2 separate regions of the Callithrix jacchus genome follow, and region 2 is linked to region 1. A link is a contact called in public Hi-C data. All regions are on one chromosome and are shown on one strand. Each heading gives the region's core, a stretch centred on a gene start, on an enhancer-like site or on the middle of the called end of the contact. The rest is flanking DNA. Distances are from core to core; before and after follow the strand shown. Region 1 overlaps SH3RF3 (SH3 domain containing ring finger 3). Region 2 holds the start of SH3RF3 (SH3 domain containing ring finger 3).

Evidence for each region. Hi-C and Micro-C count contacts between places; a contact is called where the count stands out from the background.
Region 2: a Hi-C map of skeletal muscle shows a contact between it and region 1, with 5 times the contacts expected there. The contact joins the promoter of SH3RF3 here to the enhancer-like site in region 1. A contact is called at or near these places in 2 of 3 Hi-C or Micro-C datasets (both in skeletal muscle).

Annotation. Positions count from the first base shown.
Region 1 is chr14:19,814,826-19,817,525 of calJac240_pri, forward strand. All of the region lies in intron 1 of SH3RF3 (SH3 domain containing ring finger 3), which reads right to left. Among named protein-coding and RNA genes, the nearest start is that of SH3RF3, 180 kb to the right of the region's middle. Within about 2 kb of position 1,371, at least 1 of the 16 cell types and tissues checked has an H3K27ac peak or open chromatin away from gene starts, as enhancers often do. A contact at or near this core is called in skeletal muscle, where this site is marked.
Region 2 is chr14:19,992,154-19,994,853 of calJac240_pri, forward strand. SH3RF3 (SH3 domain containing ring finger 3) reads right to left here and starts at 1,253. Exons shown (of 9, transcript XM_054244686.2): 1 at 1-1,253. It also overlaps the pseudogene LOC144579235.

The sequences.
Region 1 (2,700 bases), core at 121-2,620:
CTACACACTGTATGATTCCAACTGTATGATGTTCTGGAGAAAGCAGAACTATGGAGACGGTGCAAAGACCCAAGGCGGCTCGGGGGTGGGGCCAGGGAAGGATGACCAGGTAGAGCATAGGGTTTTTAATGCAGGGAAAGTACTGAGTGTGAAACTTTAATGGTGGATACATGGCCTTATATATTTGTCCAAACCCATGAAATGTCCAACACCAAGAGTGAACCCTAATGTGACACCACTCTGATGGCAGATGCTGATGGTTGGGGAGGCTGCACATGCCAGGGCAGGAGGTCCATGGGAATTCTCTGTACCTTCTGCTCTATCTTGCTTTGAACCTAAAACTGCTCTAAAACAGAAAGTCTATTTAAAACAAAAAAGCAAAAGAAATCTCTATGACTAGTGACAAGTTCTCTTCATGTCACAGGGTACCTTGTTAAAGGCTATGTGTAGTGAAGATCACACTGACATCACAACTGTGGTCCTCCTGTGATGAACAGGAAGCCAGAGCCAGGGAGGAACATGACACTCATGGCCTCTCCAGGAGCAGGAGTATGCAGAGCCAGCCACCATCACCTGGCGACTTGCCTTCCCTCCATCCCCTTCCCAGCAACCACCCAGACTCCTGGACCAAGGCCCAGAACACTGATAGCCCAGTTAGAGCTGTGCAGATCTGCTGCGAGAGATGAAGCCCAAGAGCCAGGACATGGTGGAACCTTCCTCAGACCCAGAGGTTAAAAAAAATCAGCTCTGAGCAACTCCTCTAGCCTGCCTTGCCCTCTCTTTTCGAAAGCTTTAGGTTTTTCCTGCTTTAAAACTGCATTCTGGAAATGTATTTTTCTAGCCATATCAAATCCCTAAATACTAAAAATCTTTGCAATTTGGGTGAAAAAAAGCCTCTGATACATGCACATGAAATCTCACATAGACCCAAAAGATTTCTGCTAACACATCTCAAAAGCCTCCACATTCTCCAATACAACACACAGACAGAGACCCACTCTGGTCACAGGTCATGTTCTGGGAACTGGTGGCGTTGAGGCCTAGATCAAGTCCTGACAGGTAAGATCAAAGGTCATTCCAGGGTGGAAAAGCGGCACCATCCCTTCCAACCAAGGTGGCAACCAGCATTCACTTGAATGCTCTAAATGTCACAAGAGCCAGACAGAATGAGATGAAAGAGCCCCAGAGGAACCCTGGGTGGGAAAGCCTGGACTGAGACAGAGCTCGCCCCTTTATGGCCGCCAGGAAAGCCTGCCCAGACCTCGTCTCTGGACACACATGTCCTTGTGCATCACTGACAGTTTCTGACAGTTCTGCACAGACAGCACACTACAGGCACACACGGTCCCCTTTGCTTACACCAAAAACTGATGGTCATTCTGTATAAGCATGTTTTCATGCTGAGATACTTCCTTGCTGCCTCTTAGTAAAAGCAAGTCCATTCCACAGACATAAGCTATTGTTTCCCTGCAACTGTCCTACAGAGAGAGGGACAGAGGTTTACTTTGCTTTGTTTTGAATCACTAATGGAGTTGCAAGACTCGAGGAACAAACCACTTTGACTGGCTTGGTATTAATAGCCCCAAGTTGGCATTAGACCCAGGGCCCTATTAAATTGCTGGGTGTTTCCCAGTGGGCACTTCTTTCTGCCTTATTATGGAGAGACTATATAGCCCTCCCCACTTGACAAGGTGGCCCCGGAGAAAAGTCATCAAATAAGACCTTCTGCTAAATATATTCAGTAAAGTAAAACAGGTCTCCTTTTTTTCCCATTATTCTGGAGCAGTGCCATCCAGTGGAACTTTCTGCACTGATGGAAATGTGTCATATGTAGGCTCTTCAATGTGGTAGCTGTTCACTGAACGTGGCCAGTGGCTACTTTACGGGACAGCTCAGCTTAGAATGTCTGCTGGGGGTTCTCAAACTGAGGGCTTTGACAAGAATGAGACTCATATGGGGAGACTAAGTTTCTTATGTTCACCAGTGAAGGCTTAGCTCTGCTCCAATCTCTACCAACTCAGAGGGTCTCCTCTAACATTTTGGTGGTCTAATTCTCCTGTTCACTGGACAGAAATTTGATGCCAGTACTGTCACATCCCAAATTTAAAAAAACCAAAATGGCAAAATAATTTACAGAATAAGAAACTGGCTGGTGGAGATTATGCACTTGTAAAAAGATTCATCAAAGGTTTCATCAAGGGGCTGGTTTGCCTTATGCATGTAAAGGAGGACTAATTTACAAATTTATATAAACCTTTAAAGACCATGGAGAGTGACAGACACATGCAAATTAAGATGGAAACACTATTTATGAAGTGGCAGGAATAATAAAAATGTATTAGTTGATGGTGTTATTCATATGGTAGAGAAATTCATTCCTGCACGGAGGTGACATCAAAGGTCACCATTTCAGGCCGATTCACTTTCTCCAGGAGAATTCTGGTTCCTAACCTCCATCTCTGCTCCCTGGCTACACCAAGGCAGGGGTATAATCACTCTCACAAGATCTAGAGGATCTATCCTTCAACATAGCCATTTTCTGGAATCCTGAGCCTTTGGGATAACTGAGGATTTATCAGTTTAACCATTTCAAGAAAGAAAACTTTCATCTAGAATGTATGCTGAGCCCCGGCTTTCTCAAACAGGTGGTGTTAAATACACATGACCCACATGATTCTGATGCCCCCCCCGTCTCTGGAC
Region 2 (2,700 bases), core at 3-2,502, 180 kb after region 1:
GCCTAGGTCCTGGGGTCGGCGTGGATCCCGCCACCGGCAGCCGGCATCAGGACCCGGGAGCCGGGCTTTGCCGTGACTTTTTCACCCTGGATGGTGGCCCGAGGCTAGGGCTGTGGCGGTGCGAAGTGGCGCGCCCACCGGCCTGCGTGGCAGGGACTCGAGTTCCGCGCGCGGCAAGCCAACTCCCGGCGAGCCGAGCCCGCCCAGTCCTGAGCGCAGCGTCTGCTACACCTGTCCCGCCGCGCTCCAGCCTCGCGCCGGGGGCGGGGGATACTGCCGGGCACGAAGCTCAACCAGCTCTGTGCTGCAAGCGGCGGCTCGCGGCTGGGAGATCCGCGGCAGGAAGTGCGAGCAGCGGCCGGCCAGGTCCCCGCGGAGGCCGGGGCGCGGCGTGCGCGCTCCCCCGCGCAGCTGGCGAGCCGCACAGCCCCCGCGACACCTCCATGCGCCCCTGGCCTGCTCGCGAGTCGCTGTCCTGCCTGGGGTTCAGCAGGACCCTTCCTCTTCCTCGGCCGCGAGCACGTGCGCGGGGGTGCGCGCGGAGGTCTCAGTCACTGCAGGGCGCAGGAAAGGACGCGCCGCGCCCGCGGGACCTCCCTTCGCCTGGGCGCACGCCGGCGATTGGCCTTGTCCCCTACGACATCGTCAGGGCTCCGGGGAACCCCTCCTGCGCAGGCTTGGCCCTGCCTCCTCCAGGCGCCGGAGGCTTTTTCGGCTTTTCGTGAGCCTCGGATAGGAACGTTTCCTGTCAAGGCTGTTGCGAAGGAAAGTTTGGGCGGCGTTATCCCGACTGCCTTCCTCACCAGCGCCGGCGAGCAGCTTGGGAACACCGCCGACGCCTGGGCATCCTCCCCGACGACTCCCCAGAGCGCTCCCAGTTCAGACTCCTTTCCGAGCGGCACGCAGAAGTGACAGCCCCAGAGCTTCGTTCGGGTGTGGGTGTGAGGATGCCCCGCAAGGCAGGAAGGGAAGGCGCTCAGGTTGAAGAGGGTACCTCGGGGCCGGCGCCGACTCCTCCCGGCGGCAACCTTGGCTCTCCGGAGTCGCGAGTCAGAGGCAGGCGCCGCCGACCGCCTACCAGCACCCTGGCGCGGGGCTCCAGGCTCCGCGCCGCACCCTTGGCGGCGCAGTGTGAGGGGCTCCAGCGCCCGCTGCGGCGCAGTCTCGTGAACCCCGCTCCGATTTTTTTTTTTCCTCCGGAGGCGCAGAGAAGGGGGAATTCGCGCTCTCCTTCCCGACGCCCCGGCTTCTAGGAGCGTCAGAGCAACGGAAATACGTACAGGCGGACCGGGAGCAGCAGGGAAGTTTGGCTGTGGGCTGGGGTCGGCGGCGAATATTCCCTGCCGTGCGCTGCCCCCTCGTGGCCACTTTGCGTTCCCGCCGGGACCGGCTGGATTCCCGTCCGCGGCTCCGCACAAACCAGGACTGGCTGGACACTGCACCGCCGGTCCTGCCAGGGCTAATGTCACAAGAGACGTGGAGGGCTCGCCTACCGGCCAGCCTGTCTCTGTTTTTTGTGAAGTTGTATGATCTTTTTATTATTATTTAGGGAAAAGTAGTATTTGTTGAGGTTTAAAGGCCAAGAGCCTGCTATGTATTACTTAATCCTCTGAACAGCTCTGTGAGATAATTATTTTATTTGTATTTACTTACATAGTTTTAGACATGATCTCGTTCAGGGTGCGATCACGGCTCACTGCAACCTTGAACTCTTAGGCTCAAGCCATCATCCCACCTCAGCCTCCTGAATAGTTGGAACTAGAGTCGTGCCACCACACCTGGCTATTTTTTTTTTTTTTAATTAAATTCTTTGTAGAGACAGAGTCTCCTTATGTTGCCTAGGCTAGTCTCAAATTCCTGAGCTCAAACGATCCTCCACCCTCATCTTCACAAAGTGCTGGGAGTACAGGTGTCAGCCACCATGCCCGGCCTGTGATAATTATTTTAAACTCATTTTACAAATGAGGAAAGTGATACCCATACTTGTAAAGCCATTGGGGCTGAATTTTCATTTTTGTATCCCCAGAACTTAACACATAAAATTTACATGCCATTAGAATGTAAGCTCTCTGTAAGCTACAGATCTTTTCCACTGTAATATCCTTAGTGCCTAGGACAGTGCCTGACATATAGTAGGTGCTCAATAAATATTTGTAGAATGAATGAAAGGCTGTCTCTCTCTCTTCACCTACTAGTGATTTGAGTGCAGATCTTAGTATCTCAATTCCACATATTCTGTGCTTCTATCAGGATGCTAGTACTGGAAACGTTGTCCCTGATAGCAGCAGGTGGCTTTCCTAACCCAGATATCTCTCAGCAGTGTGGATTTCCATCTGTATGATTTATATCAGCGCTAAGAACAGGGTGAGATGGAAGCCATCCCAGAGCTGCCTGGCTTCCCTTGAGGGCTGAAGGAAGGGTGTGCACCTCACAGTGCATGGAAGCATATTCACATGAGCCACCTTTCACTCTTACCCTTGCTCAGGAACAAGGATGCTTGATCCAAGAGCAGATGGTAGACACAGGATGCAAGGGGGAGCATAAAAAGGGGACCCGTTAGGCACTGGGAGGGCTCACAAAGAGCGAGGACTGGTGCTTCTGGTTGCAAGCAACAGAAACCAACTCCTGGTAGATTTTAAAGGGAGCAGAATATACACCAAGAATAAGAGGCATCCCATAGAATCCCAGGCTAAGAGCTAG